Linked DNA regions of Mus musculus: all the other regions are linked to region 2. The links are chromatin contacts, called in public HiCAR-type, HiChIP or PLAC-seq and Micro-C maps. All regions are on one chromosome and are shown on one strand. Each heading gives the region's core, a stretch centred on a gene start, on an enhancer-like site or on the middle of the called end of the contact. The rest is flanking DNA. Distances are from core to core; before and after follow the strand shown. Region 1 holds the start of 1600023N17Rik (RIKEN cDNA 1600023N17 gene). Region 2 holds the start of Slit2 (slit guidance ligand 2). Region 3 holds the start of 9630001P10Rik (RIKEN cDNA 9630001P10 gene). Region 4 holds the start of Med28 (mediator complex subunit 28). Region 5 holds the start of Lap3 (leucine aminopeptidase 3). Region 6 holds the start of Lcorl (ligand dependent nuclear receptor corepressor-like).

The links. Hi-C and Micro-C count contacts between places; a contact is called where the count stands out from the background. HiCAR-type assays count read pairs that join an accessible place to other places. HiChIP or PLAC-seq counts read pairs in DNA pulled down with a chosen protein or histone mark.
Region 1: an H3K27ac HiChIP or PLAC-seq map of embryonic stem cells shows a contact between it and region 2, with 16 times the contacts expected there. The contact joins the promoter of 1600023N17Rik here to the promoter of Slit2 in region 2. A contact is called at or near these places in 4 of 39 promoter capture datasets (embryonic stem cells, hippocampal neurons and liver), 4 of 484 Hi-C or Micro-C datasets (the N1E-115 cell line, cerebral cortex, embryonic stem cells and 1 more) and 3 of 115 datasets of contacts at active chromatin or transcription factors (astrocytes, embryonic stem cells and stem cell-derived neural progenitor cells).
Region 3: a contact with region 2 is called in an H3K4me3 HiChIP or PLAC-seq map of embryonic hindbrain, with 6 times the contacts expected there. The contact joins the promoter of 9630001P10Rik here to the promoter of Slit2 in region 2. A contact is called at or near these places in 4 of 39 promoter capture datasets (embryonic stem cells, hippocampal neurons, liver and 1 more) and 1 of 115 datasets of contacts at active chromatin or transcription factors (embryonic hindbrain).
Region 4: a HiCAR-type map of astrocytes shows a contact between it and region 2, with 6 times the contacts expected there. The contact joins the promoter of Med28 here to the promoter of Slit2 in region 2. A contact is called at or near these places in 2 of 39 promoter capture datasets (embryonic stem cells and liver), 4 of 115 datasets of contacts at active chromatin or transcription factors (astrocytes, embryonic forebrain, neural tube and 1 more) and 1 of 9 other capture datasets (embryonic stem cells).
Region 5: a contact with region 2 is called in a Micro-C map of embryonic stem cells, with 7 times the contacts expected there. The contact joins the promoter of Lap3 here to the promoter of Slit2 in region 2. A contact is called at or near these places in 6 of 39 promoter capture datasets (the 3T3-L1 cell line, 3T3-L1-derived adipocytes, frontonasal cranial neural crest and 2 more), 3 of 484 Hi-C or Micro-C datasets (cardiomyocytes, embryonic stem cells and olfactory sensory neurons), 6 of 115 datasets of contacts at active chromatin or transcription factors (astrocytes, embryonic forebrain, embryonic hindbrain and 3 more) and 1 of 9 other capture datasets (embryonic stem cells).
Region 6: a HiCAR-type map of astrocytes shows a contact between it and region 2, with 7 times the contacts expected there. The contact joins the promoter of Lcorl here to the promoter of Slit2 in region 2. A contact is called at or near these places in 1 of 39 promoter capture datasets (embryonic stem cells), 3 of 484 Hi-C or Micro-C datasets (embryonic stem cells and uterus) and 5 of 115 datasets of contacts at active chromatin or transcription factors (astrocytes, embryonic forebrain, embryonic hindbrain and 2 more).

The regions. Positions count from the first base shown.
Region 1 is chr5:45,666,911-45,671,539 of GRCm38.p6, forward strand. It overlaps 1600023N17Rik (RIKEN cDNA 1600023N17 gene), which reads right to left and starts at 2,798. Exons shown (of 1, transcript NR_073433.1): 1 at 1,791-2,798. Ncapg (non-SMC condensin I complex, subunit G) reads left to right here and starts at 3,015. Exons shown (of 21, transcript NM_019438.1): 1 at 3,015-3,223; 2 at 4,110-4,313. The coding sequence starts at 3,113.
Region 2 is chr5:47,981,494-47,985,752 of GRCm38.p6, forward strand. It overlaps Slit2 (slit guidance ligand 2), which reads left to right and starts at 1,662. Exons shown (of 36, transcript NM_178804.5): 1 at 1,662-3,725. The coding sequence starts at 3,547.
Region 3 is chr5:45,637,647-45,642,035 of GRCm38.p6, forward strand. 9630001P10Rik (RIKEN cDNA 9630001P10 gene) reads left to right here and starts at 1,629. Exons shown (of 4, transcript NR_102378.1): 1 at 1,629-1,890; 2 at 2,643-2,700; 3 at 3,955-4,136. It overlaps Fam184b (family with sequence similarity 184, member B), which reads right to left and starts at 1,855. Exons shown (of 16, transcript NM_021416.3): 1 at 1,447-1,855. The coding sequence starts at 1,593.
Region 4 is chr5:45,518,887-45,523,094 of GRCm38.p6, forward strand. Med28 (mediator complex subunit 28) reads left to right here and starts at 1,343. Exons shown (of 4, transcript NM_025895.4): 1 at 1,343-1,598; 2 at 3,550-3,616. The coding sequence starts at 1,440.
Region 5 is chr5:45,491,559-45,496,023 of GRCm38.p6, forward strand. Lap3 (leucine aminopeptidase 3) reads left to right here and starts at 1,816. Exons shown (of 13, transcript NM_024434.6): 1 at 1,816-2,003; 2 at 3,608-3,723. The coding sequence starts at 1,902.
Region 6 is chr5:45,855,522-45,859,711 of GRCm38.p6, forward strand. Lcorl (ligand dependent nuclear receptor corepressor-like) reads right to left here and starts at 2,019. Exons shown (of 7, transcript NM_001163073.1): 1 at 1,826-2,019. The coding sequence starts at 1,976.

The DNA.
Region 1 (4,629 bases), core at 1,548-4,047, 2.3 Mb before region 2:
CTTTCCAATGATGGCTGACTAGGCCATCTTCTGATACATATGCAGCTAGAGACACGAGCTCTGAGGGGTACTGGTTAGTTCATATTGTTGTTCCACCTATAGGGTTGCAGACCCCTTTAGCTCCTTGGGTACTTTCTCTAGCTCCTTCCTTGGAGACCCTGTTATTCATCCAATAGCTGACTGTGAGCATCCACTTCTGTGTTTTCTAGGCCCCAGCATAGCCTCACAAGAGACAGCTATATCTGGGTCCTTTCAGCAAAATCTTGCTAGTGTATGCAATGGTGTCAGCATTTGGAGGCTGATTATGGGATGGATCCTCGGGTATGGCAGTCTCTAGATGGTCCATCCTTTCGTCTCAGCTCCAAACTTTGTCTCTGTAACTCCTTTCATGGGTGTTTTGTTCCCAATTCTAAGAATTTGCAAAACACATGAAACTCAAGAAGAACGAAGACCACAGTGTTAGTCAGGGTTTCTATTCCTGCACAAACATCATGACCAAGAAGCAGTTGGGGAGGAAAGGTTTTATTCAGCTTACATTTCCACATTGCTGTTCATCACTGAAAGAAGTCAGGACTGGAACGCAAAAGCAGGTCAGAAAGCAGGAGCTGATGCAGAGGCCATGGAGGGATGTTTTTTACTGGCTTGCTTCCCCTGGCTTGCTCAGCCTGCTCTCTTATAGAACCAAGACTACCAGCCCAGGGATGGTCCCACCCACAAGGGGGCTTTTCCTCTTGATCACTAATTGAGAAAATGCCTTACAGTTGTATCTCATGGAGGTATTTCCGCAACTGAAGCTCCTTTCTCTGTGATAACTCCAGCTGTGTCAAGTTGACACAAAACTAGCCAGTACAGTTACGTATTCCATACCCTCACATAGAATAAATGAATATTATAAAGACACCAACTTTCCAAGAACAGAGGAATAAAGGGAGTATTTGCTTCTACAGCAAAAGAAGGCAAAATGCTTCTAACTTTACCTTTAAGCAACAAACATAAAAGTGTTCTCAAATCTAGTTTATATAATCTGCTTCATTTCGAAAAGAGTACTTTGTTATAGTCTGTCAGGTCTGTATTTAACTGAGACAGGAGAGGCTAGCTTTTAATTTTCCTGTCTTTTTATATTTTTGTTGTTTTCATTTCAAAGAGTCTGCATGTTAAAAAAATCAACAAGAGGTATAAGACATACAAACTTTACATACACTAATTATATTGCTATTTTCTTTTATATTTCATGTATATACAAAACAAATTAAGCACATCTAGTCTAAACATTTTCCCGTATAGTTGTTTTCAAGAATTACTTATCTAAAATTTGGAATCCAAGAACCTTATGGTGTACATTGTTTAGTTTTTGTTATTTTCTTAAGCTTATCAAAGACACAAATTTATTCCTATATGTATTTGTTCTTTCTCACAGAATAAAAGTAAGAGTCAAGAACTATGTAAGCTTTACAATGAGATTATGCTGTATGAATTTAATGTAGCATATTGGAAAAGTTCCACGATTACGATGTCCAAAGCATACCAAATCCATACAACATTCGTTACTAAAATCCACAACTCTAATCAAAACATAGTCATACTGACCTCTGGTGGTCAGATTCCTTATATTTCACTGATACTGAAATAACTAGATAAAATACTCATGAGACATTTTTTTTTTAATCAACAAAACAATAAAGGCAGCAAGCACCTAAAATGAAAGGTCACAGATTGTCACAAAATATTAATATGTTCTAAGTTTTAGTTTGTCTGTTTACATAAAAAACAAATGACACACACACACATATTGGTTCTCATCTTATTATCATTTATTTAAAGTTTTATTTATCTTGTATGTGTGGTACATGCATGTTTAGGTCAGAGACAGACATTGAGTGTTTTCACTGATTACTTTAGACCTTACTGTTTGAGAAAGGCTCTCAGCCACCCTGAAGCTTGCTACTTTGGCAGATCAATGAGCCTAAGATCCACTGTCTGGCTCTCAGCACCCTCAAGTGCTAGGACTACATACAAATGTTAACATCTGGTGTTTGTATGTGAAATATCACATGTGACTTCAGATCCTCATGTGTGTTCAGCAAGCACTTTACCCATGAATCATTATCTCCCCAGGTCCTCTAGGGATTCCCAGAGTACCTACAGAACAACATAGTCTGGAGGCAGCCCTCTTCCTGATACGTGTCACCAATGTAGATTTCCAGTACAGACGGAATAGGTGGCTGCATTTATGTTTCCCAAGTCATCAAGCAACACACCAAGTAAGTTTCCCGGTTTTGGAGTGGTATGTCCTATGTCCCAGGTGAGGCATTTAGAAATAATTTTATATATCCAGCACGCGATCTTAGTCAAGACCCCCAAATTCCTTTTATACTGTCTGCGTTCTCCTCTGCTTAGCAGAGTTGTTAGGCAGATTTGTCAAGCACATCCGTCACGCTGGAGCATCTCCAAGCGGCTGCAGCCTAAACTGACCCTGCCTTTCTCTTCCCAGTCCCCCAGACTGTCTCATCGCGGACGGGCAGTTCCCGCCCGGACCCACGGGGTCCGAAGGACTGCGGAGGCCCTCGTCCAGGACGCCCTCGGAAAGTTTGACATCCCCAAGCCCCGGGCGGGCTCCGTACGACATCTCCCAAACGACTCCTTCGCTCGGGATTTACCCGTTCTCAGCCAGTCGCTGCGGCAGTCCTCCGCTTTCTCCCTTCACTCCCAACCACAAGATCCCGCAAGGCACCGAAGGCCACCAGTTTAATTCAGAAAGCTGAACGCCCACTTCAGGCGCGCTCCTCCACAGCACTACTTCCGGCCCCGCCCATGCCTCCCATACAAACACCTTTTCCTATTGGGAGAGCGGCAGGCCACACCCCAGGCGTCCCAGCAGCGGGGCGGAGCGGAGGGTGGAGTCAGCTCCGGGACCCTCAGGTCTCCGCTCTCCGACCCTCCCTCCGGCGGAAGTCTCGCGAGATCTCATCCTCCCGCGATAGTTGTTTGAAAACTCTGGCGCTAACCCGTCACTCGGAGCCTTGCAGGGCTAGGGTGTCGGAAGCCGCGGGAAACTGAGTCCTCCTCGGATCGCGAACCACAGTCTCTCTCGGGCAGTTCCCGTCCCGGCGCCATGGCAGCGCAGAAGAAGCGGCTTTCTGTGAAGGAGGCGTTTCAGCTGGCGCAGCAGCCGCACCAGAACCAGGCGAAGCTGGTGGTGGCGCTGAGCCGCACGTACGGCGCGGTAAGCGGCCTGGCTTCGGCTTCCGGGCTTCGCCTTCTGCCCTTGCGCGCCCCGCGACGGAGGGATGGGATCCGAGGCTCGCCCGAGGTCTCCCGGCCACAGCCAGTGAGCAGAACGCCCGGCGTCGGCCACACGCAGTCACCCGTCTTCTCCATCCTCATCCCGCCAGGGGATGCGGGGAGTTATCCGTTATCCTCAGTTCCTCAGTGACTTGTTGATCTGCGCAGGGAATCTCAGACGCCTTTATTTCCTTGGAGGTCTCTGGTTCATCTCAGGCAATCGATGAAGTTGTTTCAACCAACTCCTAAGCTTTAAAACCACCTTCATTTCACCAGCTAGGGAAACCATAAGCACCCAGTCTTTCCCGTACATGGCAATTGTGTGTCGAGTGTAGCGGCGGGGAATTACTGGACAGCGAATGTGAGGAAGATACATTGTTTTGGAGTTCACGGAAAGTTAAGGACATATAAAAGTGATCAAGGGTAGGGAGCAAAATGTGTAAGTTATGACAGAAGGAAATTGACGGATGCTAGGAAGGCCTAAGTAAAATAAACACAAAGCTGTTGATTTTGAGTCATTTATGGCGAAGCTTGTTTTGCATTAATCCGGTAAGAAAAATACCGATAATCCAAAGGCGTTGAGAGAAAAATGAGATAATTTTGCACTGTTCAGATTTATGCTTTGTGTTTTCTCAGAGGTACAAATTATATACTGAAGAGAAGTTTGTGCGGATATATTTTCCCTTCCTTGATTTGGATAATTGATAGTTTATTAAGAAACCTTAGAGTTTAACCTAAGGGTAACACTTTCAGCAGTATTATGGCAGTGTTGGGAATAAAGAATTTTTATTAATGCAGCTTCTGGAGGCGTTTCTTCTCTCTTTCAGATGGATGATAAAACAGCTTTTCAGGAGGAGTTTATTCATTACCTTAAGTATGCTATGGTGGTATATAAGCGTGAACCTGCCGTGGAGAGGGTCATGGACTTCACAGCCAAGTTTGTTACTTCATTTCACCAGTCTGATGAGGAAGAAGAGGAGGAAGAGAACGATGGTGGCATTTTAAATTATTTGTTTACTTTTCTCTTACAGGTACTGTAAAAGCTACTACTTTGGGGAAGTAATATATTTAGCTATGTTTGTTATTTTCCACAGTAAAATATCAGTGATAGAGAAAATGTATGTGAATAAGATAAGTCTTTTCTGGAAACCTCAACTGTCATTAAGATAAAAGGATAACTCCAGCATTAAAAATTTAACTTTAAATTCTCACTTTTGGTGTAAATGTCCTCTCTCTGCGATTAAGTTAAAGAAATTCTATAGAGAGGGATAGGCTTATTTTGTGACAGCAAATAGTTTTTCAGCCTATTTGAGAGTATAACATCTGCCTCGTATGCACATACAATAT
Region 2 (4,259 bases), core at 412-2,911:
TTGGGGGAATCCTTCATCAGTGACGATTTGTTTTGCAACAGACATGTGTTCTGTGTTTCAAGTCATAAGGAGACGTGACTATGGTGTCTCTTTTCTTTTCAAGGAAGTTAGTTATATAACAGACCTTTAAGCAAAAATCTAGAAGGACAAATGAATGCATGAATGTCAAATGTTCTGAAGTCTTTTTAAGAATGGTGCCATACAAATAAATGGCATTCAAATGAATAATACCAAGAGTTCCAATCTACTTTATGAGGGGACAGCCTGTCTTTGACAATATCTTCTGAAGGGCTTTTGGATCTCAGTGGCAGGCAAAATGACCTGAGAAAGATATCCTGAAAAAAAATTTTTTAAATAGGCAAAAATAAAGATGTTGGAGGGATTTCACGGTTCATATTTATGAAATAAAACACTGATCAGGAAACCTATTAAGTTACAGGTAGCTTGTTAAATGCCAAAAAATGCTAAAGAGAACTGGGCCGACTTCGCGGTCAAGGTTTGTCAGATATTTTATACGAATGATACTTTACTGTAAAACTGACTTTATGGTAGGGGCTGGCACAAAGTAGAACGTGACTACAGGCAAAGAAGATGAGGAAATTAAAAGCAAGGGAAGAAGCTGACTCATTTAGTTGTTATTTCAAACCTATAGCGGCGTTGGTGTCTGCTGAGAGATGCTGACTACTGCCAGACATCACACTGAAGAGACAAGAAGGAAGGAGGAAATTCATTTTCAAAACAGTGCAGGGGTGGGGATGGGGATGGGGGTAGGGGTGAGGTGGGGATGGGGGTGGGGTGTCCAGTTAGGCACTGAATTAAGGAAAGCCTTCTAGTATAATGGGCATCGCTAGGATTTACTTCCTCTTCCCTTTGCCAGCTAAGAGAGTAAAACCGTAGGGACCTATCCAAACCCTTGGAGTTGTGTGAGTTTGTATAGTGCCCACGCAACCAAATCCCTCACCATGGCGTTTTTTAAGTAAGTGATTATAAAGAAAGGGTTAACCGAAGACGGTGGCTTAGGGATGGGAAGGCCAGAGAGAAGGTTGAAAACACTACTCCCAACTTGCTACAACTCTAAACTTTGAAGCCACCCAAACAAAATGTGTGTGTGTGGGGGGGGGGGGGGGGATAAAATGCGCGCTCACGGAGGCAGATCTATTTCAGTAGAGTTTTCTTGTTTTGTTTTGTTTTTGTTTTAATTTTAAAATCATAATCTCGCTGTCTCTCTCTTTCTCTCTTTCAGTGTTGCAAGCCCAGAGCGGTCCCCTTTAGGATCGCGACTCAAAAAGCTACAACAGAGGCTCTGCCTTCTCCATTTATTTATGAGCTGTCCTCAAAGCTGCCCCTCTCCTCGTTCTCCCGCTGGGAACCTCGGTTTCTGGGCTCTGGTCAGCTCTGAGGCCAAGGAGTTGTGTGGAGGAGACCCGAGCTCTTCTTTCTGGTGGCCAAGTTTGCTGGATCCTAGGAGTCTGGGCGCGAGCAGGGGCGTACGGGAACGCGCGCCGCTGTCTGCAGCCGGAGCTGCCAGCCTGGGCCTCACCTCTCCCGGGCGAGGTGCAGGCTTTCCGCGCGCGGCCAGGGGGCGGGGCGAGGCTTGCGGGGGCGGAGCCAAGGGCGGGGGCTCCGGCTGCTATATAAAGACCGGCGGCCGCTTTAACTTCGGACTTGGGCTTATTTATTTACGGAGCGCCTGGACGGCGGAGGCTGGAGGAGGCGGCGGCTGTGGCTGCCGCAGACGGTGGTTTAAAAAAAGGAGGAGAAGGAGGCGGCGGCGGCGGCGAGGGATGGGAGCGCCCAGGCTTCAGGGCGCAGGCCGGAGCTGCCGAGCTTTCCTGAGGCTGCGGGAGTACTGAGGAGAAAAAGGGGACGTCCCGGGGGCCCACAGGCGACTCCAGAGGCGCGGACTGGGGTCTTTTTGTTTGGCTGCGCTCAGCGCCCAGCAGCCAGAGCGGACAACTCCAGTTACAACAACAACCCACCTTCCAGCAGCCAGGCGAGACTTAGGCTGCGGAGTCCGTCCTATTGTTTAGACACTTGCCTGGGGCTCTGGAGCGCCAGTCCCTGCTCAGTCTCCGCCTTCCCTCTCTCTCCACTTTCCTCCCGGGAACCGCGAGTGCCGAAAGCCTCCCTGAGAGGGGAAGGGGCTGGAAGCCAAGCGCTGCCTAGTCTGTGGTCGCCGAGTCAGGTGCAACGTCCGGGGCTAAGCGGCATCTCAACGTCTGCGGCTGGACTCCTCCCGTGACAGTGGGTGACCGGATCCAACGCCTGGGGAAACTTCCTGCACTTTGAGGCTGAGGACCCACTTGTAGGGGCTGCCCGAGGGGTGGCTGAGAGGCTGCATACAGCAGGACGTCGCTGTTGGCTGTTGTTTCTTCTACCTGTGCCGTCAGGTGTGTGCTGCGGAGCTGCGGCGTATCCCGGAGACCAGAGTGGCTGACAAGAGCGCGCACACTCTACTGCCATTCGGTTGTCGCCTGGGGTCTGCCAGGGTAGCAGATCCCCATCTTTCTGCCTTCTACCTAGTAGTCATCCATCAGGGCACAGTAGCAGCACTGGCATCGCGGACACCTAGTCTTTGCTTTGCTCTTCTGGGCTCGCCTATCTGCAAATCTTGCCCAAGCTAGAGGACCTTTCCTACTCAACTTGGCTTACTGGATTTTTCCCCACTGCAGGAGTGAGGACTAGTGGATATTCCTGCAAGGCTGCAGCAGTCCGACTGCCCTTTTGTCTCTCTGTGTGACCTCAGGGGCAGGCCCTGGTGCAGAGCGTCGCCAAGGACGCCGGGAGGGAGGCGGGATTGCCAAGATATCCTCCAGTGAAGTGCATGTGTGTGTGCAAGCCATCCTTGGCTGTCGGGAAGTGGAGAAGACGGTTGAGGCTGCTGCTGTGCCGCAGGAGTGGAGAGGCCCCGGGAGCTGAGCCCTGAGCCCCGCATCACCGCCCGGCACCCCCAAGGCTGTCTGAATACCCGGTGCGCCCCCACGCGCGCCATGACCAGTCTCTCCGAGGGCTCTGCTTTGGACCTGCCAGGCCCTTGCGCCTTCTAGCTTCGGGGGAATCCACTTTGATCAGGGCCACCATTACTGTTTAAGTTCCCTCCTCAGCCTTGTACTCTTTCCACTGGAATCGGATTTGCTAGAGGGTTCGTGGGATCAGAAGTCCTCCCTTGTCCTCAAGCAACCAGCCTCTGCATCTTCGCGGACACTGCAAGTAGGAGCTCTTTTACCGCCAAGTTGAAGTCGCGCACTGTCCTCACAGCTGCTCCGGGGTCTACTCCCAGCCTGAGTCGGGCCTATTGATATTCAGAACTTGAAGTTGCCCACGGATCTTCTGCTCTGCTAGAAAGGCTTGAAGAGCAGAGGAAAGACCTGTGCTTCTGTCAGCTCTCCTGCCCCATATCACTGTTCCAGATTACTGTGTGAGCATCTCCCCGGGTGCTGTGGGCTGCAAGCCCAGCGCCAGGCACTGGGCCTCGGACACTGCCCGGTTTTTACACAACCGAAAGCTCAAGAGAAGTCCTTCAAAGCAAGGAGTCTATTAGGGAAGATGAGTGGCATTGGCTGGCAGACACTGTCCCTATCGCTGGGGTTAGTGTTGTCGATCTTGAACAAGGTGGCGCCGCAGGCGTGCCCGGCCCAGTGCTCCTGTTCAGGCAGCACGGTGGACTGTCATGGGCTGGCACTGCGCAGTGTGCCCAGGAATATCCCCCGCAACACCGAGAGACTGTGAGTATGGGTACTTTGCCCTCCCTGATTCTCCTCACTCCCTATTGAGGCAGCACCTCCTCAAGCGTCCAGCCTGGAAAGTCCACGTGCGGTAGAAACCTGTTTCTGGTGCAGCCCTCAGAGGCTCTTCAGCACGCGGATCCAGGGGTTGGGCCCTGTGGAAAGGGCACTAAACTGGGAGGAGCCTTTGCCAAGGAGGGGCGGGTCGCTGGCAGCTATGCATGGTCCCCTTTTCCTGTACCCCTCTCGTCCTTTGTAACTGCTTGTGCACTGTGGACCAGTTCTTTCTGGCTGAGGAGAGAGGCGCCTGGAACTAGAATCCCAGGGTGCCTGGGGCAAGGGAGGTGTGCCCGCGTTTCCCAGACTGCAAAGCCAGGAGTCACCTTGGGCTTGCAAACACTCAAGGGTCATTTCAGGACCTTGTTGCCTCAGACTGGGGCGGGCTGTTTTAAAAAAAAAAAATCTTTCCCGGGGCTTTATGTACCCTTCTAAGTACTGAGGGAGGGGAGATGAAGATTTGGAGTGCTTGAGCGA
Region 3 (4,389 bases), core at 379-2,878, 2.3 Mb before region 2:
TCAAGGATAATTCTTTCATAATTTTCCCCTTCTTTCTGCACACACTGCCGTGCCCTGCTTTGTTTCCACTTTCATAGGACTCATAACTTGAAGTATCACACATAGCTCTTGTTGTGTGCTTTTAATTGCTCTTGCTATTTCAAATCTTGCTTCTCTTCCAACAAACAAACCAACAAACAACAAAAACTTTAGCTTTTTGAAGACAAGGAAGGTGTCGGATCCTATAATTGCTTTTTCAGATACGAAAATCATTTTTATATAAGAAACTTAAGTAAGTTTTTGATCGGCGCTATTAGACACCTTTGGGTTAGATATCGTGGCACGACTGTCTGGAGACAGGCTCTTGTGCAAAGAATATGAAGAGGCCAATGGGAGGTCAGGAGAAGAAAGCGAGTGCTGTTCTGTTTCACCCTATGTTGGATTCCAGTGTGGTAAGGATGCTCATCCATCCTTCAGAAAAGCAGGTATGGAAAGTAAGAGGAAGATGTTTAGGAAAGAAATCAGAATATGTCATTCATTATACTCTGGGACAAACGCTGGAGCTAGTCTTTACTAGTAGGCATTGTGCTAGGAGTTTGAGACCAAATGGAAAATACCAAGTAAACAATTTAAACTACTCAAACCCTGCAGGAAAGACATCTCTACAGATATGTGGAGGGAATCTGTGCGGAGTTGTTCCTAACCGGGAAATTGCCAGGGATTAACAACCTGCATTGGCAACATCTCAAGTATACATACTGGATATATTCAACCAAGATCCTGAGATGAAGTAGGGATATGGGCTGGCTGACCTCCCAAGGTCTTTTCCATTACCACAAGCATACACAGCATCCTACCCTTTCCCATTTATGATCCAACACATGCCTGTAGTCAGTTTGACAGTAAGTCCCCTGGGCTTCCTTCCAGGTTTAGTACGATGCCACGAAAGACTGCTAGCACTCAACAAATGATTCAAATATTTGTTGAATGAAGGAATTAATGAATCGTGTTTAAATAGGTCTCACATGATCTCCCCAGATATAGAGAATAAAATCACAACATTCCAGGCATGATGGTTTGAAGGTTTGAACAGGGCTGGCAAGGGAACATGATCTCTCTCTCTCTCTCTCTCTCTCTCTCTCTCTCTCTCTCTCTCTCTCTCTCTCTCTCTCTCACACACACACACACACACACACACACACACACACCCTCTAGCCTTGGGAAAGCACAGCCCACCTGCTAAGCAAGCAGGCTGCGGGAGTTTCCTTGGCAAAGAATCCTGTCTGCTGCTTCCAAATGCAGTCTCCAGAAGGTCACTTCACTCAGATACAGAACAGCTTCCTTTGGTCTCTGTGACAAAGTTTGTGGGGATTCAGTGCGGTCCTCCCCTGGGGTGCTTCTACACTCCCACCCCTACTCTGGGTGCCTGTGGCACACAGCTGGTCTGCCCGCAGCACCCCGCCTTACCTTAGTGAGCTGAGCGATCTTCTTGCACATTTTCACGTGCATCTCCGGATCACAGTCCATTCTCCAGCCCGAGCCACCGCGGGCGTCGGCTTTGGAGCTCGCGCAGGTTCCTGGCGGGTGAATTTTGCTGTTGAGGGCAGATGCCATCGCTTTAAGGAGCCCTGCACTGAAATGCTCTGACTCGCGCGCTCTCACCGCTGGCCGTGTGCACGTGCGTTCGAGCACGGGCGTGAGAGCTTTCTCCAGAGAGGTGGCACTGCAGTCCTGCCAGCACAGCCGCGTGGCTCTCTTTCCGGAGGTGTCTCCTTCCCGGGCCCACTCGCGCACCACCTTCCTCTGCTCGTGCTCGTTCGCGAGCTAGCTGGCTCACGGGCACCCGCACCATGCAGCGTAGCGCTGGCGCCTTGCACGTGAGGTTTACCATCTGCGGATGCTTCCGAGAGGGTGCGGGCTATACCTGCAAGAGGACAGCTTCTGAGGGGTGTTGGGGGACAGGAGGTGGGGGCGGTGCCCTGGGCAGGGTTTTTTTTTTTTTTTTTTCCCTTCCCTCTCCTTGGCCAACTGGGTGGCTTGGAGCTTCCAACTCCACTGTGAGCGATCCAGCCCGAGGTGGATAGCTCAGGCCAAGAGGAAGAAATGCTGGCTTTAGTCCCTAGCAGATCGGCAAATCAGAATGAAAATATTAGAAAATCCTGTAGTAGTAGATGGGACAGATGAGAGAGCGGGTCTTATTCCTGCAGCCCTGATGCTTAGAGCGAGGGTGAAGAGAGGAGGCGGGATGCTGAAGGGCAGAAGTGGGGATGAGGGAGCTAACCACTCCGATTCTAGGAGGTTGAGATCTGGAGCTCAAAGTGGGAATAGAGCTGGAACCTCAGAACTACACGGTGGGACTGAATTGGAAGCCCCCCTTCCTGACCTTGGATAGGACCTGCTCAGTGATGCTAGAGATCTCCCCACATCGTCCACTCAAAGGTCACTAGTGACCGAAACTTGGGGGTGGGTTGGGGGCGGGGCATCGCCAGATTTCGGTCTCAGAGTAGGGAAAGAGGTAGCGACAAGGAAAAAAAGTCCTGCAAGAGCTAGAAAGGGTGGTAGTGGGAAAGGAAGTTACAAGGGGCACCAGATGGGTCTGGAAAGTCAAGCCTACCCAGTTAAAGCAAAGGAGCTCATCTAACCTGTGCCATTACCTCAGACAGACCCGAGGCTGAACCTTGTTGCGTTTTGAAGTTGTTGCCCCTTAGACTGGGAAAGCAGGTAGGTAGAGAACCAAAATCGTTTCTGGCTTTTTTTTTTGGTTTTGAACAATGGACTTTGAGAAACAAGACAGAATCCTGGTCAGATTTTTCTGAAGTGGCAATAGTGTCATTATTATGATTTTGCCTGGCTAATATATTTTATTTTATAAACTTCTCGCCCTCCAATAACAATACTCATTTTATAGGTGGGAAAAATTAACTATTTGATCAGGTGATTACAAACGGCAGTTGGGTGTGAAATGGGGACAGTGATACCACAACTGTGAACCCCTGTCTACCTCCCAGGCATTACAGAGCACCCAGAGGAGCAACCAAGAGAACCTTAGGCTTATCCCACAACTCCGTGGGACAAAAATCTTTGGTGATCAGGGTCACAGGAGTCCATGTATTAAATACAGGCTTCCTATTTATTTCCAAATTTTATAGAATGCTATTTTTAGTATATAAATAATATCATTTTTACAGAAATTCAACCACTGTGCAAATGAGAAGAAAATTAGCCTTCATGGAATGAGAATACTGAACCAAAAAAATATTCACTAATTTGGATTATCACATCAGTGGCCCTGTGACTCTTGGTATTTGAGAGTGAACACACACTTGCCACATTGGTGGCAAGTCTCCTAACGTGCAAGCACCCGAATACTACATCATCATCAAGTTACTCAATTTATATACTAAAAGGCATACTATTTAATTTCATTTCATCCCTTTCATTTCTTCCTTGCATTAATATCAAGAAATTAGACAATTTTTTAAAATGTGTGTTGGGACTAGGTATGGTGGTGAACTCCTGAAATCCAAGCCCTCTGAGACAGGAGCGGAGTTTCTCAATCTTCTCTCCCGAAGGAACAACAAAAACAGATCACCTTGTCACAAAATGGCAACATTTGCACTGAGATGTCATTAAGTATATTAATATAACAGCACAGAGTATGCCATTTTGTAATAAAATGTGTTAAGGCAAAAATATAATCAGGCTATATAAAATATTAATATGACCATTAGGAGGACCACAATTTTGGAAATAGCTGCCTGTAACTATTTGGTAATATCATCGTTTCTAGCTTCCCACCTTAAAATTGTGTTAGTGGTAATAGGTGTGGAAACCAGTGGAAAAAGGAGAGTCGGGCACAAGAGTTTTCTCAGTACAGGTAACATGATCGGTTTGCAAAGTGTACACTTGACTTTAGAGTACACTGGGAGGAATGAACCTGGCATTAATATAGTTTTATTTCTGGTCTTTTTCTAGATTCAAATTAATGGAACTCTCCAACACCCAAAGGGGGAACAGACCTGAAGTATTGTTTGCAATAAATGCTTCTCACTAAATAGAAAAGCAAATTTCTCATAATTCTACTCCAAAAGGGTGAAACACATGTGTTTGATAGACATACAACTGTGACAAATAACTTAGCCTTCTTTTAAAGAAAGGTAACATTCTGTATATGAACTGTAAAACCTTTAACATAAAATTTTATTGAGGCAAGAATTCTTACCTGTTTCACGTACTGCCAAAGCCCCAGTGATTAGAATAGTGTTTAGCAGGCCACTATTAGGTTCTTAAACATTTATTGAACGACTAAAAGAATGAATATTCTTCTACAAGAAGTGGTATTTTCAAGAGTATATGTGAATCATATAGATTATGATTAATAATCATATAAATGTGCTTAATATAATCATG
Region 4 (4,208 bases), core at 93-2,592, 2.5 Mb before region 2:
TCAAGCCTCTGCGCTTATTTTTCAGTCAACAAGTGTTTCTCTATATTTGCTAGACAGAGTTCTGGATGTTGGGCATATAGATAACTAAAACCTGACTAACCCCGCAAAGTATTTCTTTAGGTTTTTTTTTCTAGAAAGGTCTTCCATTTAAATTTTCATTCCAAATGAGATCTCTTTAGAGAGGCCCTCCACATCAAAGAGCACTTAGCTGTCCACTCCCAAGCATTTTCCCTCAGTACTTATCTCTACAAATAATGCTGTATGTATTTATGAGGTTTTTCTTCCTATTTGGGGTATTTACTACTATGTCTAGATTATTAAACATGCCTATCTGGAAACTAGAAGGACTCAGTTAAGTTGAAGGGACACTAGTCCACTTGAGCATGGCTCTGGCAATCCTTGTTCGGCTCCTCCATTTCCTCTGCTTTACTAAGAACTGTTAGATTGTGTTCCTAAAGCTAGCCACCGAGGTTTGTTCACTTATTTGGCCACTTCCTGAGGCTGACTACCAAGGTGAAGATATCATCGTATTGAAGTCCAGCAATGAAAAGTCCCCGTTGGCTCACCTAATTAACTTGTCCAACTAAAATTGAACACATCATTCTAACACAGGGGTTCCCTTTATACCATTATAAATGTCCATTTTACTATGTGCCGCATCTGTCTCCTCTCTATCTAGAGGCAGTCTTTTATCCTCCAGTGACAAATACCACTCCCCATCCTTCTCTTCTCCTTCATCCTGTCTCCTGTCACTTATTCCCTACCCTCTGTCTAGGGCAAGGAAATCTTTCGGCGAAAACTTGGTCAGCTGATAATTTTTCTTTTTTTTTTAAGTGTTGTAAAATTAAACAACAACGACGACAACAAGGCTATTTGGCTTCTGAATTAGTGAACAGGCAAACATTAAAGCCGTTATGAAAACAGATGCAGTCACTTTCCCTCCGGTGTTATCATATACGATTAGAAAAGTGCCAGGAACACTGGTATCCTTCAGGATGTCACCTCACGCCAGAATTTAGAGGGAACTTGTGTTGTTCCAGCCAGAACAAGTGACTAGATTGGCATTTGGTACATCTCAAGCCCTTAATCACCCTAGAATGAACTGATGACTCATTTTTCTAAAGGAGCGCAGAAAAGACTCGGCTAAGGTCTTTAGGGACAGCCCAAGGGCTTGGCTGGAGGCAGGGAGGCCAGCGCCCTTGTTCGGTCTCTGCAAGTGACTGGTTTAAACCAGTCCCAGCATTTAGTATTTAGGTCAAAAAAGAGTAAACCCAGGTCGGCTATAAATTGGGCAGACCGCACAGAAACAAGGATGATGGTAAATCCTTTCTCCGGGCGAATAGGCGAACTGCCCGTCATGTGACCAGGCCTGCCACGTGATCAGGCTGCCCGCGCCTGCGCACACAGGCCCGGTGTCGTTTCCGCCCGCCGTTGCAGACATGGCGGCGTCCCTGGGAGGGATGTTCACTGGGCAGCCTCCAGGTCCCCCGCCGCCGCCGCCCGGGCTCCCAGGCCAGGCGTCGCTTCTGCAAGCAGCCCCTGGGGCCCCGAGACCATCTAACAGCACTTTGGTGGACGAGTTGGAGTCATCCTTCGAGGTAAGCCGAGATGTGGGCGTCTCTGTGCAGCCCTCACAGGCGTGCGGAAGGCGCGCAGGTTAACTCCTTTCTCGGTCCCGGCGTTTAGTAGAGGCGGGGCACCGGAGAATGGAAGTCGCCTGCCGTAGATTGGGTACTACCTGTGGCCGGTCGTCTCAGGTCTGCCCCCGCAACCGCGACATTTCTGGAGACCGTGGCCTTGAAGTTCGCCCAACTCCCATCCACCTCGGGGCTCGTTGGATCCCCTGCGGGTCTAGTAGGATCTGGTCTTCCCTGGAGCGGGCCCACTCGGCTGAGGTCCTCTGAGTTTCCAGGTCACATACTGGACGCTTTTCCTGTTTTTCTCTAGTGTTCTGTGTAGACCTTCCAATGGCCCCTGGCACCTGCCTACCTGTTAGCTTGTTTGGGTGCCATCCCTTGACTTCTCTGGCTTTCGCTTTCTATTCATTTGGTAAATGCTCTTTGTTGGCATAAGTTGAGTTCTCACTGTGGGAGGAAACCTTAGTAGAACGCTTGGGTCCATCCACTCTTGGATGCAGGGATGGAACTCAGGTGTGGTGGCAAACATCTTTACCGGATTAGCCATCGCACCAGTCCTAAAATACTGGGCTTTTAATAGAAGGGCACGCGTTGTTTTTAACCTCCGTAAGACTGACTGTCCATAAAGGTCCATGCTTTAAATGTTTTTCAAAGGATGGGGGGGGGGGGTGGGCTGGGAGGTGCAGCAGGAACTAAAGTTTCTGAAGTTAGTTTTTGTCTTTTTGTTTTGTTTTGTTTTGTTTTGAGACAAGTTCTCAGCGTAGCCCTGGCTGTTTTGGAACAAGCGCTGTAGACCAGGCTGACTTTGGACACACAACTGTCTCTGCCTCCCTAGTGCTGGGATTGAACAAGTGCAGCACCACTGCCTGGCTTGCAGTTAGGTTTGGTTTTTTTTTTTTTTTTAAGTCTGCATGGCCTACTGCCGTTGGTGAAGCCCCCCCCCCCCCCGCCCCCAAGCTTTGTGGGCCATAGGTTTTCTGAAATCTGCACATCATGCTCACGCCCCAAAAGTCCAACAAGACTTAACTTTTACCGTACACAGAATAGGCAGTCTGGTTGGTCGAGCTGTTACAGGAGTGGGAAATCCTTTGACTGTTTCCATCCATCAGATCTGGAGCTAGCCAGGAGGATTCATTGCTTCTGAGAGGAACTTTGGGTGTAGTTTTGACTTGTGTTCGGAACCTAAATTTGGTTCTGTGTCTTTGTGGTTTTTTTTTCGGTGCTTGCTCAAGGCTGTCGGGGTCTGTTCTCAGACTGTGTTCCTCTGTCAGCTGCTGTCATGCTTGTCTGTCTGAGGGCTGCTTGTGCCCCTGTGGCGCACTCACATGTACAGCTCGGTTGGCACCCTTTCAAAACTCCCTCTTTGGGATTTGGTTATCCGCATGACACCACTTATTATACAGACACCTGTTACTTATGAAATGCCAAATGGTATCCCAAGTACTTAGACTATAGTGCTGAATCACACAGGCAGAGCTGTTGGTAGAAATAACAGTGGCTGAAGAGTGGATAGTAACATCAGTTACTTTTCTGAAAAGCTTGCCAAGCTCCACTGTAGAGCATGAAAGAAAGAGTAGACAGATGACATCTTGACATAGTAATATATACAGTTCATGTAAGGGTCAGCCAGAGTGGCGTGGCCGTGGTGGGGTTGAAAGGTATTCCAGGTGTGGAATAAGACAGTGAGGAAGAGGCAGGTGGCAGGAATAAGACCGTGTGATGAGGCCAGCAGATACCAGTGTCTCAGGTGCCAGACCAGCTGGGATTGGCTTTACCTGGTGTCTACATTGGCCTGATATCTTCTCAAGTACAGGTGCAAAGTGTCCACTTATTATTGAGTGGCCTCAGGAGAAGCCCTTTCTTTTCCTAATAGCTGCTGTGTATATAACATTTTTATGTTCCCTTCACTCAGGCTTGCTTTGCTTCCCTTGTGAGTCAGGATTATGTCAATGGGACTGATCAGGAAGAAATTCGAACTGGTAAGAGTTCCAACTTCTTTGCACACTGTGTTCTTGTCAGCAAGGTGTCTATTGTTGACTTTATATCTGTGTGTTTAGCCCTGCATATATCTTGGAACATTTCCCGGGAATAAGATGTGTGCAGAGTCCCCATAAATTGCTGGCTCTCTGTTTGGTTCACTAGCTGACATGTTTTCTGAGTCCTTATAAATTGCTTAAAATGAGCTTTTCATATGAGTATAATGATGTAAAACTAATGAATGCTGTTTATTTAAAAACCCACAAATTTTGTTGATTTTCTTTTTCATTAGGTCTGACAGAAATATAAGTCTTTTATGCATATTTTTTTCCTTTGATTTTTCAAGACAGCATTTCTGTGTGTAGACTTCGCTGTCCTGGAACTCACACTGTAAACTAGGCTGGCCTCAAACTCACAGAGATTTGCCGCCTGTGTCTGCCTCTAGAGTGCTGGGATTAAAGGAGTGTACCACAATTCTCCCTGTTATGCATATTGTTATCTCCAGTGTCTCCTAACTTTTTTTGTAGTGGAAATTGTCCTCATCTGCTGAGAGTCTGGATTGTGTTTCTTTGGAAGACTTAACAACTTCTATGT
Region 5 (4,465 bases), core at 566-3,065, 2.5 Mb before region 2:
AAGCTGGGAGGTCGGACTTTGGCTCACTCTTGGTCGGATTACCCCAAAGGGGAAGTGCTTTGGTTCCTTCCCTTAAGCTGACCCACACACATTTTGGTGCCTGGGCTTTAATGGGTTTAACTGGTGCATCTATTAAAGCATAGCTTTCCCTGCAGCTTCTATGAAGATCATTCCTGGCTCCCTGCTGACTCCCTCATCCACAGTAAATGGGCTTCTTGCCTTTTAAGATTCTCTTTAAACCAGAGACTTGGTCTTTGTATCTTCTTTTTTATTAGGAGCAGGCTGATGTCTCCACCCCATGCCAAGCCTATGCGCTTCCTGATCCCGATGTCCCTTTAATTATCTTTCTACTTCTCATGCAGTTTATTATCAGGAAATCCCACTGGCAGCTGGCCTGGTCTTTAATTAAATGCTGCAACCTCAACTGGACTTTGATCATACTTTCATTCAAATATTTATGAGCACCTTGTTTGCATAGGCCCTAGATATGGACTAGATGCTAGATTTTGGCATGAATACACAGAAGTGAAAGCCACGTCCTACACACACACACATACACACACACACACACACACACACACACACACACACGAGCAGGATACAGGTGATTAGCAATTTGAGACAGGTTGCTTTGGGAGTAGGAGACATAAAACCCACAGTGGGATGGTCTGGAGGCATTTCTTGTGGAAGAAATGTCCTTAAACAAAATAAAAAAGGCAGAAGGAACTTGATCTTATTACGTTAGTAACCTTTTTATCACCAGGACAAAACTTTCTGAAGCTGTCAAATTAAAAAGAGGAAAGACTTTAGTTCCTAGCTCCAGAGGTTCCCGTGGTCATTCAGTGCACGGGTTTAGGGCCAGCATAGCAATTATGCTGAACACATACGATGGGATGCCTCTTCATCTGTGGTGAATCAGAGACAGGCAGCCGGGTCCTGGGATCACAGCATTTTCCTTGAAACCTCCCAACTTCTTTCTACTAGGTCCCATGTTCTACGTGTTCCACCTCCTCCCTGCAGCACCACGAGCTGCTGACCAAGAGCTGCTGACCAAAGCTTTAAAATATGAGCCTTGTCAGTAGTGAGGGTGGGCTACTAATGGGGACAATCATGGCCCATATCCGGATGTCTACATAAGACACTCTTCAAAACAGTTTTTGTAATCACTGTACTTCTTGCCCTTATTGGATAATGAAGGATGGCAGATATGCTACATTAAAGTATGCCACTTGAGCATCAATATTTTGCACCTAAAAGGCACTTGAATAGAACTAAATGCAAGAAGAGCCATCTTTGGGTCTCCCAAACCCCAAAGCAGAACGTCAAACCACCATGTAAACTACTGCTACCCCAAATACTTTTACCCGAGGTGAGGCGTTAAGGAAGCTAGAAATCTGCCCAAATGAACCTTATTTAGCTAATTATTACATTCTTTTTGTTTTCCTTTATGCTTAGTTACTTTTTCATAACTATTTACTATTCAATATAAGCACTTGGACCTGATCACTTTCAGGATCCTCATTTTCCTGTAAGGGCTTCCATGTATACACAAACTTGTTAAATAAAATTGACATACTTCTGTTAAACTGCCTTAAACCAAATTCTCAGGCTTCCCACGCGAGCACGAGCAAGCCGACACGCCCCTGAGCCCGCAGAAACCACGCCCACGACGCCGGCCCGCAAGAACAGAAGCCCCGCCCCCAAGGGCCTGCCGCCCTTCCCTAAGGCTCAGTAGCGGGTCTCCGCCCAGTTGCCGACGGCCCCGCCCCCAAGGCCCCGCACAGGTCCGGCTTTCCAAGCGCGCGTCCGGCGACCCCGGAGGTCCCGCCTCCAGGCGCGCGCCCTGCCACGCGCCACGTGCTCCTTCTCTGGAGGGCGGCGCCGAGGGCCGAGCCGAGAAGATGTACTTGCTGCCCCTTCCGGCTGCCGCGCGAGTCGCGCTCCGCCGCCTGGGAGTGAGAGGTCTCTGGGATCGGGGTCTGTCCACCGCAGACATGACGAAGGTGAGTGGAGGCGGCTCGCTCTCGGGCGGCCGCGCGAGCCCTGGCGGCGGGCAGCAGGGTGACCCGGCGTATCCAGGCCGCGATGTGTCGGACGGACGCATCAAGTTGCAGAAATGAGCTGAACAGAAAAGTTCCCTGGGTTTGCAGGACACCAGCCTGGGCCCGGCTTGCGACGAGGGCGGCCGATGCTGTTTGCCGAGGGCGCGTCCTTTCTTCCTAACTGGACAGTGCTGGGTTCTGAAGGCTGAGCAGAACCGCTCACTCCACCTAACCAGTGTTTACTGACTCCTCTAACTGAGCTCTGAAAAATTACACGCGCCTAGTTCGCCAATTCTTTTAGTTCTCACAGAGACCCTAGAAAGGACGACGGTAGGATTGTCCCAAAGCCTGCTACGCTTCCAGAGTAGCCAGTCACAGGGCCTGGACCCCTCCCCCCGCTGAAGTGAAGTGGAAGGCCCTGGGGGAGGAAACTGCTGGATTGGGTTTCTGTCCTTTTAGGGGAAAGGGTTTTATTGAGAGAGGTCATCTTGAAATTGGAAGAGGGTCTTCTCCATAGTCTGAGAAATTATGAAGGACCCTCAGATGGGAAAAGTCTGGAAGGGCTCATTGGAGTACTTCCAGGTCATACTTCCAGGACCTGGTGAGGGAGGAATGTTCCAGATGGAGCTTTGAACTCAGGTCGCCTGCAGTTATCACAGATAGCAGAGGAGTTAGGCAGACACCTTTCCAGCCCTGGCCGGTAACATTGGATTGTCCCAGGTTGGTCTCATGGAACCCCAGAATGAACAATCTTGGGAAAGTTAGAACCTAGCACTTACCATTGCTAAGGACGCCTGTTTTCTTCAGTGGAAAGATGGGTCCGGAGTACCTGGGGTGTTTTTTGGAAAGGGCCCTGACCAGAAAGAAGGCATGTGCACTGTCAAAGTTTAACTACGCAGGAGCTCCAGTGTCAGGGACTAGGTTTCCTTATCTGGCAAATGAGAGAAAAGTACTCCTTGAAGTGGCCGTAAGGGAGGCAGTATTTTAAAAGTCGTAAATTGCCTTGTGAAGTCAAATGATGAGCAGTGGTTTTACATCCTTATTTCAGGTGTTTGGGGCGGGGAGCGTGTGACAGAAATGTGGAGCCACACCATTAAGTGCTTGGCAGAAGGCCCTGCTTCTTCTGCCCTCTCTGCAAAGTCACACACTTTCCCTGATTGACAGGGTACTAAACAATGTGGACATCCCTGATCTGAAATTTGAAGCACTCCAAAAACTGAGTGTTCACTCACTTCTGAATGTCTGTAGGAAGTCCTGCAGCTAACCCTTGAGTGGACAGAGTCAAAACACAAGTATTTTAAACGACCGAACCCTGAGACAGTAGATCTGAAACAAGTGATTTTCAGGTTTAGGGTTGGCCCAAGATGTCTCACATAACCCAGTTCCAGTCTTGCCCTGGTAGGGATTTTAGCTGCTGCGGTGGAGGCTGCTGCTCTGCTCTTGGCCTCTGCGGAAAAAGACAGTTTTAATGGGATTGCTTGCCCCTTCTGCATCTGGACAGCCAATGCTTTCTGGGGGATCTACTCTGATTGTATTTATCTTTCTTGATTTTTTTTTTTTTTCAGGGCCTTGTTTTAGGAATTTATGCCAAAGACAAAGATGATGACCTGCCACAATTTACAAGTGCGGGAGAGAGTTTTAATAAGTTGGTGTCTGGAAAGCTGAGGGAAATGTTGAACATGTAAGTGTTACTATAATTGGGGTTCCTTTTTGTTTGTGTGTGTATTTTGCATTGTGAGACAGGGTCTCTGCTGTGTAGCTCTGGCTGTCCTGGAACTATGTAGATCAGGCTGGCCGGCTTCAAACTCATAGACATCCACCTGCCTCATTCCCTGGAGTTCTGGATTTAAATGTATTTGCCATAAAACAGGGCGGGGTTGTAGTTCTTAAAGGCCCCAAGATTTAAAGAGAGTATTCTCCTTGTATCAGGTAAACTTAATGGAACCCTGACCAGCAGGTTCTCTGGAAATGAAAGTATGTTCTTGAAGAAGCTGGGCAGTTGTTTGAGTGTGGGTGGGTCTGCAGTTCTGGGAAGTCATGTGGTTTCTAGCCAGTCACAAACCTATTGTGAAGGATTGACGCGGATCCAGAAAGGAATAGATTTCCTCAGCCCACTCCCAAGGCTCAGGTTCACAACTCCTACTCTCCTGTCTGGCACCAGCCTCTAAATGCACTTTAACTGAGTAATTTAAAAACAGCCTAAGGTCCTGCCCTTTTATTTCATGGCTGGACTTTGAAGGCTTTTCAAATGTTAAAGTAAAGTGTGGGTGGGTCATCTGATTAGCAAGTGTACAGCCTGAAATTCAGTCAATCTGGAGATGGCCTGAGATCTGACCTCTCTCTCCTAGATTAGCAAGGTCCTAGAGGAAGTAGGAAGACTTTAATCTGCTAACCACATTTGGCAGAAATAGAGAGAGCAGCAT
Region 6 (4,190 bases), core at 769-3,268, 2.1 Mb before region 2:
TATTCAAAGTCATACTAAATGTATTTAGTGACACAACATGAGAAAAACAAATAGTCAAATACTGTAAAGCACAACTTAAGCATGCTCATCTTCAAATCACTGGATGCCTAACAGTGCTGTGAGCCGGTACTACAATGCTGTCAGTGCTATTTGTTGGGACACCACAAGAAGGAACGCGACTATTTCTAGGCGGGTTTTTAACGGAACAGATCTAAACAGAAGTAACTGTCAAAACGAATCCACTTTGCATTCATGAAATACAAGTACGGACACACATTTAGTATGGGTTGTTTTTTTTTTCCCACACCACACCCCCGCTTCCATATAACTTTGCCACAGATAAAACCAAAATACATTTTAGAGAGGTGACACACTGCTCTTAAGAGCAAACTGCTTAAACATCGCCGAAATGCTCCTAAATCAGAGTGCCCTCCCTTCTGCTTATATATATATATATAATTCTGTATGGCACATTACTGAACTGGAGTTGCATCTGGTTTCATCTACTATGATTAGTGAAAACAAGACAGACCTTAGGGCTCTACCCAAGCAAATCTGCGAGGGATGGGGAAGGGGGACAGGGCGCGAGGTGGCGCAAGAACAGATGAAAACACGGTTAGGAGAGAGTTGTCTTCCCAAGGAACTGAGCTTACTACACTCAACTCCAAAGGCTGACACCTACTCGTCAGAAAAGAAAACCGACGCAACCACCCACTCCTAACACCGACCAGCCTCCACTCCCACCTCCTCCCCTCAAAAGCTACCCCGTAACCCCTGCCGAAGCACACCCTCCGCTCGCAGCCCCTCTGTTGCACTGAACCAACCTGCTGGGTAACAGCTGTGGGCACACGTCGCACTCTGAGTGAGGAAAAGCAGCGACCGCAACAAGGTAAGGGAGTCCCAGTACTTCCCGCTACCCGGAGCAGCCCACTGAATGACAGCCGGGAGCGCGCAAGTTTGAAGCAAAACCGATCAGACCCCACCGAAACGGAAAACTGAACTGCATTTGAACAGGAATGGGAGGCGGGGAGGGCTACGCGAGTCCATCACATGACAGCGAAAAGAGGACCGGAGTCGTCGGGGCGTCCTCAAGGAAAGGGGGGGGGGGCGTGGGGAGGGTGCCGTCGCCATAGCAACACCCCCCATCCGTCCAGACTTCCAAAGAGGGAGGAAGAACTTCAAATCCCAACCGTCAGCTCGAGCGGCTCCTTCTTAAAGGGGTACACACAGATCCGAGGCCACTCGCAAGAGGGCAGAGGCGGCCGCCCCCCGCCCCTCAGGCGCCGCCCCCATCGCCCCTCGACCCTCTCCCGCCCCCCGCCCCCCGCCCCGCGAGCGCCCCGCAACCCCTGGTCCCGCGTCCCAGGAACTAGGCAGCGTCTTCGCCGCCAGCCCCAGGGCCGCAAGAAGGGGGTGTGTGAGCGCCCGGCCGGGGGCGCGGACCGGCTCGCCGCTCCAGGGTCCCCTCCGCCCCGGTGGAGAGCCGCGGTGACAGGGGCACCGGCGGGTGGCGACGGGCGCCGAGGAGTTTCGGGGCAGCACGAGCGGGCGGGCTGCTTCCGCGGGGTGCTCGGAGAGTGGGTCCGAACTAACAGTTCCCCGGGAGCTCGGAGCCGGGCAGGCGGGCGGCGGGGCGCGGACCGCGCCGGGCAGGGAGCCCCGAGACAAAAGGCGCCGCCGGGGCCGCCGCGCCGCCGCCGCCGCCGCTCCCATCGCTCCCCATTGAACTGACCCGAACCGGAGCTCCAACTACACCCCTCAGCCACAAACTCCTCCGGCAGCCGCACCGTGGCGCCGAGCCCGGCCCGGCCCGTGTCTCTCTTACCTACACAGTGCATGAGGCGGTGGCGCCAAGAGTCGAGTTCCCGCCGGAATCCTCTCCTCTCCGCCGCGCACCGAGGGCTCCGGCACTGAGCGGCAGCGGCGGCGGCGGCAGCAGCGGCGGCAGCGGCCATTCTCTCTCTTCCCTTGTCCATCTGCGTCCCGCGTCACGCGCCCTCATTTACATACGAGCGGCGCAGGCACGAGGCAGGGGCGCGAGCCCTCGGCGCGAGCCCCGGAGCGCGCGCCCCCCGGAGGGGGGTTGATTGACACGTGTCACTACCTTCCTCCTGCCCTCCCCTCCCCCTCCCACCGCTCCCTCGGGGAGAGGCGGGGAGGGAGCGCGGAGAGAAGGAAGCAACCTGCCGCTTCCGCTGACCCCGCCTCCTTACCCACTCCCTTCCCCTCCTCCCCCCAGAGTTTACTCAGGCAAGCCATACTGCTCCCGCCGTCCACGAAAACCCTGAGCGGGAGCGAGAAACCCGGAGGCCAGCCAGGAACCCGCGTGCTGAAGGAGCGGACCAGCAACGCCTCCCTTCTGCCCTCGCGCGGAGCGCTGGAAGTCCGAAGACTTCATTTCCCAGCCTCCATTGCGTGCAGGTCCCGTAGAGGAGCGCAAGAGAGCGACGCTGTGCCCTCTGGGCTTTGTAGTCCTCTCGCGTTGAGCGCTCTCCTAGCCTAGCCAGTTCGCACTTTTCCAGATAGCAGCTCGGCCCCAGACTTCTAATGTTTTGCCCCCAGTGGGTTTAGCCTCTAACTCCCTCCGCCCAAATGCTTGCTTCCTCGAGTTCCAAGAGGGGAGTACGGTGGAAGCCTCAAGAGTTGGCGGTGCTGGGCTAGGCAGCTCCTTAAGTGCTGGAAACTTTTCAGGGTCAATGTCATCTATCTTCACTTTCAGCGAAAGCGCTTGCCAATCATCCTACTGCATCCAGAAAAGATGTGCGAGGACATCAGTTTTGTGAAGCGAAGAGATCTTGAAAAGCGAGATTAGTTACAAAAATCGGGGGAACTAACCTTGCATGGGATTTAACACTTTGTAATTGTTATAGATGGATCCTGCTCTGTGCTAGAGAAAACTTCCTTGGGGAGAGGAGAATCTTTTGATTAAGTATATACTTAAAATTACTTAAAAAAAAAAAAAAAACTTTTGCACCAGAGCCATTTCTACACTTATGTCAGTATTGTCACAGGGGACCAAGAGCTTGTAAGCCATCCAGAGTTTACAGAGAAGTGCTGTACATTACTGGGCATTTATACTCACCTTTGCGGAAAAAAATATTTTAATTCTTAGGAACTCAAATTCTCAATTCTGTATTGCCCTATCTTGTGGTATAGTCTTATCTATCATTCTTTTTTCTTCTTAGAGTAGTTTATTGCTCAGCGTTTGTTGCATCAGAAGTAAAAATGTAGCATTACATCTTCATCAGAAATTTTCGAATGTGAAGTTTGAAGCCATGTGTTTATGAATATATGTTTGCAATCTTATCATTTGGGAGGCTAGAATAAGGTGATGTGTAGAGTAGAGATAGTCTAGATGGCGGTTCAGAAACTGAAATTTAAAATAGGAGTGGCTTATCTCCATAGTTTAGAGTGGGAAGATGGAATAGTTGTTTCCATCTGAAAGCTCATCAGGCACCATCAAAAGAGACATGAGAACAGGACCCAAAAGCATGGCCCAGCTTCTAGAAGTGTCTGATTAAAGTTACTTAATGAAAGTATGTGCTCATGCTAACTTGAAAGGAATGGTGGACTAAATAACTATGAGAGCCTAACAAACCATCCAAAACTTAATAGCTTAAAATATCAACTATGGGATAGTGAGGTGGTTTCACAGATAAAGGGACTTTCATTTCTGGGGGAATAGCTGTCTGCCAGGATCACAGAAACCAGTATTCCTATTCTTCAAGGGTCTACCCTGACTTGTCCACATGGTGGCTGTCACAGGGTTCCAAAAGGCAGCATGAGAGCTACTAGCCCCTAATCATGACCATTTTTTTATTTATTCACTTTACATCCAGACCTCTGTCCCCCCTCCCCCACCGTTCCTCTCCCCCTTTCCTCCTCTGAGGAAATGGAGAACCCCCTAGATATCTCCCCCCACCCTAGCCCATCAAGTCTCAACATGGATCACATTTAAGTCTCAATGGTTAAAACAAGTAACATTGCCAAGCCCAGTGTCAATATGGGTAATATATTATGCTACACAATAGGAAGATGTGTAAGTCCCATGAAAGGGGGAATTAAATATTTCTCCCAAATAAAGAGAAAATACAAAGAGGAATAGAACACATCTCTGGACTTTCTGAGACAAGGAGGAAACCATGACTAGATACAACAACATGGAAATAATTTTGGAAATCAGTTTCATT